Linked DNA regions of Ovis canadensis: region 1 is linked to region 2. Evidence: chromatin contacts called from public Hi-C data. All regions are on one chromosome and are shown on one strand. The core of a region is the stretch at or near the end of the contact, and the rest is flanking DNA. Distances in the headings are between cores, read along the strand shown.

Region 1 (6,475 bases), core at 836-3,335, 48 kb after region 2:
CGGGTACTTCTGTCCCCTGCTCTGACCGAGTTTGGCCAGTCCTTTCTGCTGTCTGACCTCTAACCACCCTGCTGCAGAGGTTCCGGCCCACCCCACCCTTTTCAGGTTGTGGTGCCACGGCAGTGGGTACCTGGGAGGATGGGCCAGGTGGAGCACCTGCTGGGCATGAAGGCGGGGCCGGAGCTTCAGGGGCAGCCGAGCTTGAGCTTGTCTTGTCTTACGTCCTCCTTGCTTAGCCTCTTGCTTGTCTCTCTCCACGTCTCTCTCTGTCTCTCCACGTCTCTGTCTCTCTGCACTTCTCCCGCCCTGTCTCTCTACGTCTCTGTCCTCACTTCTCCTTCTTTCAGTGCCTGGAACACAGTCATCCAATTGTAGGAAACCTGGCTTTCCACCTGCCTGAAGGGTCACCCCCTGCACAACAGGAAAGTGATTGAAAATATTTTCTGGGAACCTGAGAGAGACTAGAGGCAGGAAGCAGAAATGGTACCCCTGTGGAGACCCCTGGAGGTGAAGGGGGTGGGGTGAATAATAGTATAACTATCATTATCATCCAGGCAACTCCTTTGATCATCATGACAACCCTCCCAGGGGGTAGTTATCACCGTGTATTACGGTGTCTTGGGTAAGATGAAGTGTTTTGGGACACAGAAACACACAATGGGGACTTCCCTGGCGACCCAATGGTTACAACTCCATACTTCCAATGTAGGGTGCATGGGTTCGATCCCTGGTCGGGGAACTAAGATACCACATACCATGTGGGGCTGCCAAAATAAAAAGAAAGAAATACACAGTGACTTGCCCAGGGTCACTTAGCCCGAGGAAATAGCTGGGTCTGGATTTGAATCCTTAGCTTGGTAGATTCCCCTCACTGCCAGCCAAGCCACCCACATCCCCATATTCCAGGCAGAAACTGAGGTCTGAAGCCATGTGACCATGCTCCATGTGGGTCGGTGACTGGCTAAAGGTGGAGAAAGCAGATGGTGGGGGAAAGGGTAGTGGTGGTGGGTGTCTGTGGCTCACCTTCCCTGGAGCATGGCGAGTACTCGAGACAGGACAGAGAGATATGGAAAGGGAGACAGGCCACTCCACGAGGGGACAGGTAGGTGGCTCAGGGAAGTAACGCGGGGTCCCAGGGAGGCGGCCCGAATGTCCAACGGGGTCTCCCTAAAGCCCCCGCCCCAGGCCAGCCTGAACGTCTCTGGGGTCTTCTCGCTCCTCTCCACGGCCCAAAGACGGGGGCGAGGAGGACCCCGCCCCGTGCAGGGAGGGGGCGGGGCCTGCGGGGTCCCCAGCTAATGGCAAACAGCTGCAGCTCCCCACGCCGGCCCAGCCGCTAGGCCGAGGCCCAGCCCAGCCGGACGCCCGGCCGCCTTCCCGCCGCCTGGGGCCTGGCTCCGGCCCGGCTACGGAGGAGGGCGAGGGAGGACAAGAGAGGGAGGACAACGGAGGGAGGAGGGGGACGGGACAGAGGCAGAAAGGATGGAGACAGGGGAGAGGGGCAACGGGGAGGCAGTGATGGGGCGAAGGGATAGGGAGGTACGGATGGAGGATGGGGTTAGGAGAGACCAGCACGGACAGGAGCAAAGATTAGGACCGAGCAGAGGCGCGGGGACCGCGACACTCTCAAGTCTGGAAAGTTTGCGCATAGATGATGGAGCTGGAGGCAGCCAGCGGCTAGTAGAGACCGGAGAGATCGCGCCCCGGGCTTGAGAGTGGGATGGGGTGGGGTAAGGTGGGGTGGGGACCACGCTCGAACCCAGAACCGGACTCGAACCCCGACCCAACTCGGGTCCTACTCGCCTCGCGCGCTCCGGCCGCCGCTGTCCCAGCGTCCCGCCGCCCGTGCGCCCTCCGCCACCGCCCGCCCGACCAGCCCTCGGCGGTAGCCCCGCCCCGCCCCGCCCCGCCCCCTCGGGGCAGGCCCCGCCCCCTGTCGCCTGCGGCCGGGCCAACGTGGAGGGGGATGGTAAGGGACACGATCGCACCTGGACGGCAGGTGTGTGTGCGCGCGTGCGGGTGTCCGGCCTCGCCCCCTCCTCCAGTCCCTGGGACAGTGTTCCCTTACTGCTGTCTTCCCCTGCCCGCTGCAGCTGGGCGGCTGAGGGGGGCGGGAGGGGGCGGGGCTGGCCGGGGTCCAGCTCCTGGAGGGCGGGCGGCGGCGGTGCTGGTGACTGCGGGAGGTCACCCCTCCCCCAGCCGCCCAGCGCAGGCCTGGTACAGTGACGTGACCACCGCGGGGCGGGAAGGGAGGGGTGGGTCAGCGTGAGGCCGCAGACCTCAGCCAAGGCCTGGGCTCCATGGCCAGCCAAATTTGGTTTCCAACTTCAACAGCACCAAGCCTATAACTACTGGCTGCCTCAGTTTCCCCATCTGTAAACCGGGATAAGAATGCTGCCTGCCTGACAGTGGTGTTGAGATGATTCTGTAACCATGAAGCAGGCTGTCCCTCATGCAGCCAGGCCCATAGATGGGACAGTGTCTTTCTGGGTGGCAATTATACAGATCTGGGCTCTGGGCAAGGGCTTAACAAATGTCACTATTATTCCCCATGAACACACATGACATTGTCATTTGTGTTGCCCTCCCCACTAGAATGTCAGCTCTACAAGGGCAAGAACTTGCATGGGTCGTCACTGCTGTCTGTTGCACCCAACTAGTTCTCAGTGTCTGTCATCAACAATTAGGTCGAGTATGCACCTGGGACCCAGCCCCCAGGGACCACACCACACAGGCTGTTTACAAAAACCATTTTAAATTAGAAAAGACAAGAAGCATCAGTGCACACAGATGAGAACAGAGGAACAGAGGGCCCAGCCCTGTGCACGATGTGGGCGCCTCACAGCCAAGTGGGCAGTGGGAGAGACTATCAGGAAGGCACAGGTAGCTGAGGCCAGGGTCCTGGTTCCTCTGGGAGTGGCTCCAGGCCCTGTGGGCTCAGAGGTCAGTCTTCCGGAAACTTGCTCTGTTCAAGGAGTTCCTGGGGGGGGGGGGGGGGAATGAAGCAGATCAACACGGGCACATGGTCCCCAATTCCATAATGCTCTCCAGCCATCACCTCCTCCTCTGCCTCCCACTACTTTCCTTCCCCTCCTCCCCCTCCCCCTCCCAAGATCCTTCTATGGTCATCCTGACTCCTTTAAGGTTGGTTCTGATCCAGCCGTGGAACTGGAGATTCCTTCATAAAATCCACCACTGGAGATATGAATCATACCCCTTTGACAGATGTGGAAACTGAGGCTCAGAAAAATGAAGTCACATGCCTGAGAAATAACCTAGCTAGGATCAGAAATGGTGGCTCAGAGCTTGAATATTATGTACATGTGCAAGTGTTCACAAGCACGTGCAAAGCCCCAAGCACCTGTGTTGATGGGCACACATATGGTAGCCCCCACACTCTGCCGGGCTTTGCCTGCCCCATCTCGCCCTCTCTGGGGTGGGCGGGGGACTCGGGTTAGGCACCTGAGGCCGGCTGTGTTTGGTGCCAGCAGCTGGGGCAGGCGTTGGGTAAGCAAAGGCTGCAGAGCCTCCCGTAGGCGGGAATAGTTGCGCTCCAGTTCCCGATGGTACTCCTTCTGGTCCGGCCCAATCAGGGCTTTGTTCTTCCGCAGCGCATCCTCACACCTGAGGACCAGATGGCTCAGTGGTAAAGAATCCGCCTGCCAGTGCAGGGGACCTGGGTTTGATCCCTGGTCTGGGAAGATTCCACATGCTGTGGAGCAACTAAGCAAGCCCAGGCGCCACAACTACTGAAGTCCACAGGCTGTAGAGCAGCACACTGCAATGACTGAGTCCACGCGCTGCAACTGATGAAGCCAGTGGGCCCTAAAGCCTGTGCTCCGCACCGAGAAGCCATCGCAGTGAGAAGCCCACACACAAGGGTAACCCCCACTTGCCACAACTAGAGAAAGCCTGCGTGCAGCAATGAAGACCCAGTGCAACCAAAAAAAAAGGATTAAAAAAATGAGCGGTGAGGAGGCCATGAACTGGGATCAGGCATGCAGAGGAGTAATAATGGGGGTCTGATAGGTGGATATATTGTTGTTCACTCAGTCGTGTCTGACTCTCTGCAGCCCCATGGATTGCAGCATACCAAGCTTCCCTATCCTTCACCATCTCCTGGAGCTTGCTCAAACTCATGTCCACTGAGTCAGATGAGGGACATGACTTAATGGAAATCAGAGAGGCCATAAAGGCGGGTCAGGTTGACAGACTGGCTGTACTGGGGAGTCAGGTAGGCAGAGAGTCATAATAGGGGGCTGGTTAGAGGGGCCCTGTCCGGGGATGGGGTCAGGCCTACTTTTTGCAGAAGTCTTTGAAACAGAGCCGCAGCTTGTTGTGATGCCTAAAGAGCTTGGGGTCTTCTGGGATCTCTGCCAGAAACACCTGGGCTACCTCCAGAGGTCCCTGTGGGGTGACAGGGGCTCATGAAGCCGTCTGCATTCCACCACCCCCTGCCCCTCCTGGGGCTTTGGGCAGACTGCTTCCCCTGCCAGCCGTGCCTGGTTCACAGTGGGCCCCACAGAGCCCTGCAGCACCATCTGCAGCATCTTGGCATCAGGAGGGTCCTGCTCAGTGGCGAAGGCCAGCTCCCGAGTCTTCTTTTGCATGTCCTCGATGGCCACCTCCACTGGGGTCAGCACCGTCTGTGGGGTAGGGATGGGCATGCATCACTGGGTGGGGCCTGGAGATGCCCTGACCCAAACCAGCCTGTGGCAGCTTGGATCTTGACTGGGGGTTCATAGGGGTCCAAGAGCCTGTGTAAGGAACTGGGTCTGGCAGGGTAAGGGTCAAGGTTCAGCTGCTTTTGGCGTGCTGTTGCTAACTCTGGCCTGGTTCTAGTCCAGACTTGGGTCAGTGAGGTCTGGAGGGAGGGGTTTTAGTCTGCTGACTAGGGCCTGGAGGTTGGAATTTGGGGGTCCCCTGCCTCCCTTGGTCTGGGGTCTCTTGACCTCCCCACTCCCTGGGCCGCCCCTGACCACCCACCTCCTCCCGGTGGCAAACACGGATTCGGGTCTTGATGTAGGGGAAGGCGTGGGCCGTGCTCAGCAGTGTCTTGCGCTTATGCTGCTCTGGCAGTTCGCCGTGAGCACGCCCGTCTGGCGTGAAGGGTGTGCAAAACAGGAAGGTTCGCAGCCCATAGTTGCGGTCGAAGTAGGTCACCCGGTCCTTGAGCTCATAGGTGTCAAAGTGCGGCTCCACGTATGTGATCTGGATGTAGGCCTGGGGTGCGGGGCCCAGGGGTAAGGGTTTCAGCCCCAACACACACAGCTGGGGTTTGCTGGCCTCCCACAGGGGCCCCATCCCTGCAGAAAGGGGGTTGAGCCTCCCTGGGTCTGCAGGCTTTGGGTTCTCAAGTCTCCCTATGTCTCAACTGGGGCTTTTCTGGTGGCTCAGACAGTAAAGAATCTGCCTGCAATGCAGACCAGGGCTCAATCCCTGGGTTGGGAAGATCCCCTGGAGAAGGAAATGGCCACCCACTCCAGTATTCTTGCTTGGAGAATCCCATGGACAGAGGAGCTTGGTGGGCTACAGTCCCTGGTGTTGCAAAGAGTCAGACATGACTGGGCGACTAACACTTTCACATTTCATCTGGATGTATGGGAATCCCTGAGGAATAGGATTCTGGGGTCCCTGAGAGAGACCAGCTTTGGAGTTTCCTAGAGAAATAGGATTTGAGGGGCCACAGGATGTGGTGCATGGAGTCTCTGAATATAGGATTTGGGGGACCCTGGGGAGATGGTCGGAAGCCCTCACCTTCTGCGGGTCCAGCTTGGTCTTGTCCACAGGGTTAGAATCTTTGATGATCTCGACCACATCCTCCCCGAACCTCTCCGTGTAGAACTCCTGGGGACACAGGGCTGACTCAGGGCCACATGGCTGCAGCCCCCACCCAGCCCCAGGGCAGCCCAGTGCCCTGACCACCCCCCAACCTCCAGGACGTGCCTCCAGCCGGTGTGAAATCTCAGCCAGCTTCGTGATAGATGGCTCCTTGTACACGAACTCCTGCTCATCCAAGTCACCAAAGCGGGCGCCGTAGAAGCCCACACGGAAATATGTCCCAAACACGCGCTGGGGCTGTGGGAGAGCTGCTATTGACCTGGAGGCCCCTACCCCAGAGACACGTGTCCTCCAGCCCCATGTGCAGAAGATGGGGGCATGGGTGGAGGACTGGGGGGACCCCAAGAACATCACATCACAGGCAGAGACGTGGACCTGGCCGACTGTCCACTGCCCATACCCTCACTCTTTCTCTCCAGCCTATCTGCTGCTCCCTCAATCTTTATTCTCATTGAACACAAACCCTGAGTTTCGGATTCTCCCTCTCGTTCCATGCAGTTCTTCAGAGTATGGATCTCAATATGCAATGAGGAACAGGGCTCTATTGCTCACAGCTCGCTTCTCAATGTCTGTGTGGCTGGGTATATAGTTGTTGTTTAGCTGCTAGTCATGTCCAACTCCCTGCAACCCCATA
Region 2 (6,428 bases), core at 375-2,874:
TGATATTTGCACACTCGTGTTCATAGTATTATTCACAAGAGCCAAAAAAAGGAACAAACACAAGTTCCATCTGTAGGTGAATGCATGAATACAATGTGTATATACAGAGCGGACTATTATCCAGCCTGAAAAAGGAAGAAAGTTCTGAAACGTGCTCTAAATGGATGAATCTCCAGGACATTGTCTAAAGGAAATTGGCCAGATCCAAAAAGATAATTACTGTATAATTCCACTTATATGAAGTCCCTTGTTGTTCAGTTGCTCAGTTATGTCCAACTCTTTGTGACCCCATGGACTACAGCACGCCAGGCTTCCTTGTCCTTTACTGTCTCCCAGAGTTTGCTCAAACTCATATCCATTGAATCAGTGATGCCATCCAATCATCTCATCCTCTGGTGCCTGCTTCCTTCTCCTCTTGCCCTCAATCTTTCCCAACATCAGGGTCTTTTCCAATGAGTCAGCTCTTCGCATCATGACTGGAGCTCCAGCTTCAAGCAGCAGGCCTTCCAATGAATACGCAGGGTTGATTTCCTTTAGGATTGACTGGTTTGATCTCCTTGCTGTCCTTGAAGTTCCCAGTGCAGTCAAATTCCCAGAAACAGAAAGTAGGACAGAAAGTGGGTGCCTGGGGCTGGGGGAGGAGGAGGGGAAGTTGGTGCTTAATGGGTACAGGCTTTCAGTTTTGCAGGAGCAAAGAGCTGGATGGTGAGCAAGGTTGCACAACAAAGCAAATGTGCTGAACGCTGCTGAACTGCACACTTTAATTTGGTTAAGATGGTAAACTTCAGGGCTGCCTTGGTGGTCCAGAGGCTAAGACCCCGTGCTTCCAACACAGGGAGCCTGGGTATCATGCTTGGTCAGGGAACTAGATTCCACATGCTTCAACTAAAGATCCGGCTCATCCAAATAGGACTTCTCTTGAGGGTCCTGTGGTTAGGAACTCAGAGATTTCACTACACAGGACACAGGTGAATCCTTGGTCCGGGAACTAAGATCCCGTGTGCTGCACAGCACAGGCAAAAAAAAAAAAAAAAAAAGACCAAATGCGGGGACAATGAGGCATCCAGAAATAACAGCAGAAGGGGTGGCATTGCTGGAGCCCAGGAATTGTGGGAGCTGGGAGGAGACCAGTCCAAGGCACAGAGAGAGGAGAGTCCAGCCTCTCCCCTCCTCCAGGCCCCGCCTCCCGCCAGCGCCCCCCCTCCCGCCAGCGCCCCTTTGTGCTGAACCCAGTAGGACGTGGGAAACAGGGTTCCCTGCAAGACCTGGCCCAAGGGCAGAGGACCCGGAGTATGGAGGCAGTGGGTGGGAAAGGGTGCAGACTGGCTTGAGTTGGGTGACTTTGGACCCATCCGAGCCTCCGTTTCCCCACCTGCAAACCGGGAGATGCTAATCCCCGCCTCCCGGGCTCCGCGGGTGGCGGGTGTAGCGGTGGCAGAGGGAAGCACCGGGAACAGCCGGGACTGCGATCTTTTCTGTGTCCACAGGGTGGCACTTCCTTCCTTCCTTCCACCTTTTGTCTTGGGAAGGTTCCAAACTGCCTCTGGGGGCGAGAGCTGAGCGGACCGCACAGGAAGCGTCCGGGGCCTGCAGGCGGGCGCTCGATAATTGGTTGATTGACTGACTCCATGCTCAGCCGCGTGGCAAACCGGACAAATGAGCCTGAACAGCCCGGGCGCGCGGGAGGGGCCAGGCAGTGGCCGAGAGCGCTGAGTGGGGAGGGTGGGCAGGACTTGGTGGTGGTGGGGTGGTCCCCGGGCAGAGGGAGAGCCTGGGAGAGACTGGAGGTGATGGAAGTTGCTGATCCCTGGCTTGGGCAGTTTTCTGTTGACGGAGGGAGTAGTAACTGAAATCCTTCCTCGGCGCCCCCAGCTTGCCAGTGAGTGTGAGACACACACAGGGTTAGAGTGTCAGGAAAAATAAGAGCAGACCCTTCTTGGGGATTAACTGTCTGCAGCCTCTCTGTGGCGGCCGAAGGAGGGGCCAGGCCCAGAGCCCATTTTACAGACGGGAAATGGGAGGCGGGGGTCACTGAGCTTGGGTCTCAAGCTTCTGGCGAGACCTGGATGCCCTGCCTTTTTATCCTTCAATAGCGGCATCCTAAAAGGCAAGGCCGTGGTGGTGAACCTCTCTGGGCTCACAGGGGGTCCCCTGGAGAAAGGCGTGGTTGTCACTCAAGTAAGATGAGGGGCAGCTGGCCGGCTGCTTGGAGTTAGTCTGTGGGCTCCCCCAAAGGGGTGGGGAGCAGACTGGAGCTTGGGAGCTGCTGTCCCTGGGGACAGGGTGTGGGCAGGTGACTCTGAACTCCCGCCTCTCCAAGAGGCTCAACAGCTCCGACCAACACCAGCCGGGTAGTGGGAGGAATTTGCTCCTCCAAGCCTGACACCCCAATTGACATCCTCTGCTGCCTCCACCCCCAACCCCCAGCCCCCACAGGCATCTGAAACCACAGCTGCCTGTGGTGAGTCAGGCTGGAGCCTGCGGGGCTGAGCCCAGGTCCGTGGGAGGAAAGAGGGGAAGGCAGGGAGGGGGGAGAGCTGTCCTCATGCCGGCCCCTCCCCCATGGTGGGGGGCAGGGCCCCCCCTCCTCTAGGCAGTGAATTCCCTCAGTGATGAGGAGATGAGAGCGGCTGAGAGTTGGAATTTGAGCAAATACAGGTCACATCACCCACCCCATGGTGTGGAGTGGAATTGAGAAGCGGGGGAACAGCCCCCAGGACTCCTGGGTCCTGTCCAGCCTCCCCTCCAGGCAGCTCAGGTTTCAGCTCTGACTCCTGCCCTCCGTGGAGGGGCTCCACCCTCCCCGGCACAGCTGCTCTGCTTACATCACAGCCTCCTCTCCCAAGCTGTGCCTATGACTGGGCAGAAGGCTGGGAGCTTGGGGGTTCAAAGCAAATCCATTCCCCTAGTCGGCTGGGCCTCTGCACCATGACCTGTGCCAAGAGGGCAGTGTCAGACTCTCCCTTCCCAAGCCCCAACTCTGAGCTCCCCCACCCCACCCCCGGAATCTGAAAATCCTCATATCTCACTGTGGACTGCAGGCCTGGCTTGATCCAGCCCCATGGCCTCTCATTCTCTCCTTGCTGGCCTCTTTGCTGTCTCTGAACCTTTGTACTTGCTGTTGCCTCTGCCTGGGTCACTGTCTCCATACTTTTGTCCCCTGGGGGCTCAGGTCTGTCTGGGCTCAAATTACTCCTGCTCCCAGGGGCCTCCAGGAGGCTCTGCCTTCATCAGCTGTGACGCCGTTCGTGAGCAGCTTACCTTCACTGTGCCTTGGTTCCATCACTGCAGGACACTGGGGTCCAGCACACAGCACCTGCTCATGGCCTCCACAGTAGTGTGGCTCCCTGGAGGGGGCCTGACAGGTCACAGATGTCCGCTGCACACTGCTGAGGCACGTGAGGAGGCCACCAGGAGGTCCTAGAGCCTTCCTGGGGGTGGTCCACGCACTGTCGTGTCTCTATTGATCCCTTGCGGTCAATCTTCCCAGCCTCTCCCCAGCCTCAGCCCATCAAGGTTGCCAGAGGTCCAGGTGAGAGGTTCGGTCAGCCTCTCCACTCCATATACCCTTGCCTATTTTCTCCAGAAACACCAATTAAAAGCCAGGTTGCGTAAGAGATATGGGTTCAATCCCTGGGTCAGGAAGATCCCCTAGAGTAGGAAATGGCAACCCACTCTAGAATTCTTGCCTGGAGAATTCCATGGACAGAGGAGCTCAGTGGGCTACAGTCCATGGGGTCGCAAAGAGTCAGACACAACTGAGGCGAATTAGCGTTTAGCAATGTAACTTTAGTGTTTTAAAGCAGTCTTCAAACATTACTTTCTGAGATGTCAGTTATATAAAAATTTACGAAAGCATAGAAAACGGATTGAAAGACAGTCATTGAAATGTTAGCTGTGTTGTCTCTAGGCAAAAAAAAAAGCCAGGTTGGCCAGGTGTGTGGATACCGGACCAGCAACCACTGATTACTAAGGACTTCAAGTGCTCTGTTGCCTGGCAGGGCTCTACCAAGGACAGGCTTGAGTTCCAGTTCTTGGTCTCTTTCCACCTGGGTAGCCTTGGATAAGAGGCAGGCGCCTGAGTCCATTTCTCATCTATAGAGCCAAGAGTCTCTCTCCTCCATGGACCCTGGGGGGCCCCTGCTGGATTCAGCCTCCCAGAGAGGGGGTGTCACTGTGACTTTGGGCAACTGACTGGACCAAGCTGTGCCTCGGTTTTCCTACCTGTAAAATGGATCCCCCTCACCAGCTTGGGGTGGTGCTGGGCTGAGGGGATGCCAGAAGAGGAACGGGGTGGGTGTGTGGGGTCAAGTCTCAGTTCTGGGGGCACCAAGGTTTGGGTTCTGTGCTCCCTTCCTGGTGGTAGGGGGGAAGCTGATCCTGCACCCCCATCAAAGCTGGCCTAGTGTTCAACGTGCCCCTAGCCAGCCTCCATAATCTGGGAAAAGGCTGCTGATGGGCTGGCTCTCAGAGGGAGGGCAGGCGGGGCGGGGGTGGGGGTGCAGGCTGGAGGCCGTGGGCCAAGGCCATCCGGGCGTCTGGCCAGTGCTGGGCAGTGAGTCAGGGCCCAGGCATGCAGAGGGCCAGGGCCTCCCCGGCCCCTGTGAGCTCAGGCACCTCCCTGAACCCGCCCATCGGGCCCCACTGGGCTGCATGCCTCACCCCCTTGCTCACTCCTTGGGCTGGTCTCAGGGGGCTGCCTGGGGAGATTGGACATGGCCCCTCTGAATCTTGTCCATACAGCCTCCTTCAAATGTCAAATGTCCTTCTTCTTGGTCACTGAGTTCTGGGCAGGCAGGCAATGCCTCCTAGGCCCCTCCCCGAAAAAAGCCACTGCTTGGAGGGGGCTGTGATTATGGCAGGGGAGCAGATCCCTGGGGAAGGGGCTCGGGCCCTGAGCTGGGGCCCAGAGAAAACTTTGCCTTTAACTGTATCTGCCTTCCATCACCAGCTTTCTCTCCTAGGGACTCTATGCCCATAAATCTGAACTAGAGGGAAATACACTTCTCTGCCAGCCCTGGGACCCTCGGCTGGGCCTCAGTCCTCTCAGGGCAGGGAGCCCTCCTGGCACCTTCACTCCTGCAGGGGAGCAGGTGGAGGCTGGCTGTGTCAGCAGGACACAGCCCTCAGTAGGTCCGACCCCATCACCAACCCCCAGGGTTTTTAGGACAGGGGTTGGCTCCCAGTATCTACAGGGTGGAGGCCAGGGTTATCCTATGATGTTCAGGACAGCCCCCAGCAGAGTGACTGGCCCCAGCACTGCAAAGGCTGAGGCAGGAAAACCCTGGCCTAGGTCAAGTCTTTTGCCCTTTGGAGGCCAAAGGTACCAATGCAGGGCTCTGCTTCTTTTTCACATCATAAAACAACTCTGCCAACCTTGAAAATGAAAACAGCCCAGGAGGGCTTATGGGAACATAGCCTTGAATATGTAAAGCCAGGCCCTCGGCATTAAAGCAGGGCCTCTGAAGTTCTGGGAAACTTGTGAGCCATATGGCCTTGGGATGCTTGCATTTCAGTGACACTAGTAACCCCTTTTTGGGGTCTATCTCCTGGACCCAACAGGCAGGATTACTTGCCCTAGGACCTCCAAGGGGTACGGGAATGAACTATTTCTAGTGCCCATTTGATGTACTCAGGTGCTGCTAGAACTTACTGTTCCTTCTGCCTAGAAATGTCCTTCTCTGATCAAGAAATACAAATTGTACTTATTGTAAGTTGTACAGAGGTGCACAAAAGCCAACACCCAGAAATTCATGTAACTGCTGAATCTACTGGCTTTAGGCAAAGCTGTATCCAGGAAGCACTTGACAGCAAAGGGACCCTGCTTCTCACTTGCTGCCCTCAGACAGGTAGGGAGGCTGGCCATAAACTTTTACTGGTAGTAGCACCTCAGTCACTGAGGATGGGGGTTAGGTGAATTCATTGATTGGCCAGCCCAGGCTTTGGCGGCATGCTCAGTCAGTGGGGGTTTATTATGGGTGTCTGTGATAATAAAACTAAACTAAGAAAGACACACACAGCAGGTTAGCCCCTGCACCCAAGAAGTCCAGTATTTATATCCAGCTCCACCATCATCAGAGAACCAGGCTCTTATCATCTCTAGAGAATGTTGCCCCTCCTCGTGTGACAATACAGCTGCCAGGGCTCCAGCCATCACACCCAAATTCTAGAAAATAGGGGGGAAGGGAAAGGGGATACTCCCTTGGCTTTAAAGGAGAAATCACATACAACACTTCTTTTTACATTTCATTGTCCTGATTTTAACTGCAAAGGAGACTGGGGAAAGTTGTGTTTTGATTTGGGCAGTTAAAAGGAGTTTCTTACCAAGTTGTGAAGAAATATTAGGGAGGCAACCAGTGGTCTCCAATACACAGTCCACCCTGGAGCCAGGGATGGGCCCCTACATAACCTCTTTGTGACTGGCTCTT

What was found. A called contact is a pair of places that touch in the nucleus more often than the background predicts.
Region 1: a contact with region 2 is called in a Hi-C map of fibroblasts, with 3 times the contacts expected there. The contact joins the promoter of KANK2 here to the enhancer-like site in region 2. A contact is called at or near these places in 2 of 2 Hi-C or Micro-C datasets (fibroblasts and lung).

The regions. Positions count from the first base shown.
Region 1 is chr5:28,320,017-28,326,491 of ARS-UI_OviCan_v2, forward strand. It overlaps KANK2 (KN motif and ankyrin repeat domains 2), which reads right to left and starts at 2,086. Exons shown (of 13, transcript XM_069591130.1): 1 at 1,989-2,086; 2 at 131-350. It overlaps DOCK6 (dedicator of cytokinesis 6), which reads right to left. Exons shown (of 48, transcript XR_011257182.1): 42 at 5,947-6,072; 43 at 5,758-5,847; 44 at 4,987-5,223; 45 at 4,503-4,646; 46 at 4,301-4,407; 47 at 3,463-3,624; 48 at 2,737-2,980.
Region 2 is chr5:28,272,062-28,278,489 of ARS-UI_OviCan_v2, forward strand. No RefSeq gene overlaps it. Among named protein-coding and RNA genes, the nearest start is that of SPC24, 9.8 kb to the right of the region's middle. Within about 2 kb of position 1,625, the one cell type or tissue checked has open chromatin away from gene starts, as enhancers often do. A contact at or near this core is called in fibroblasts, where this site is marked.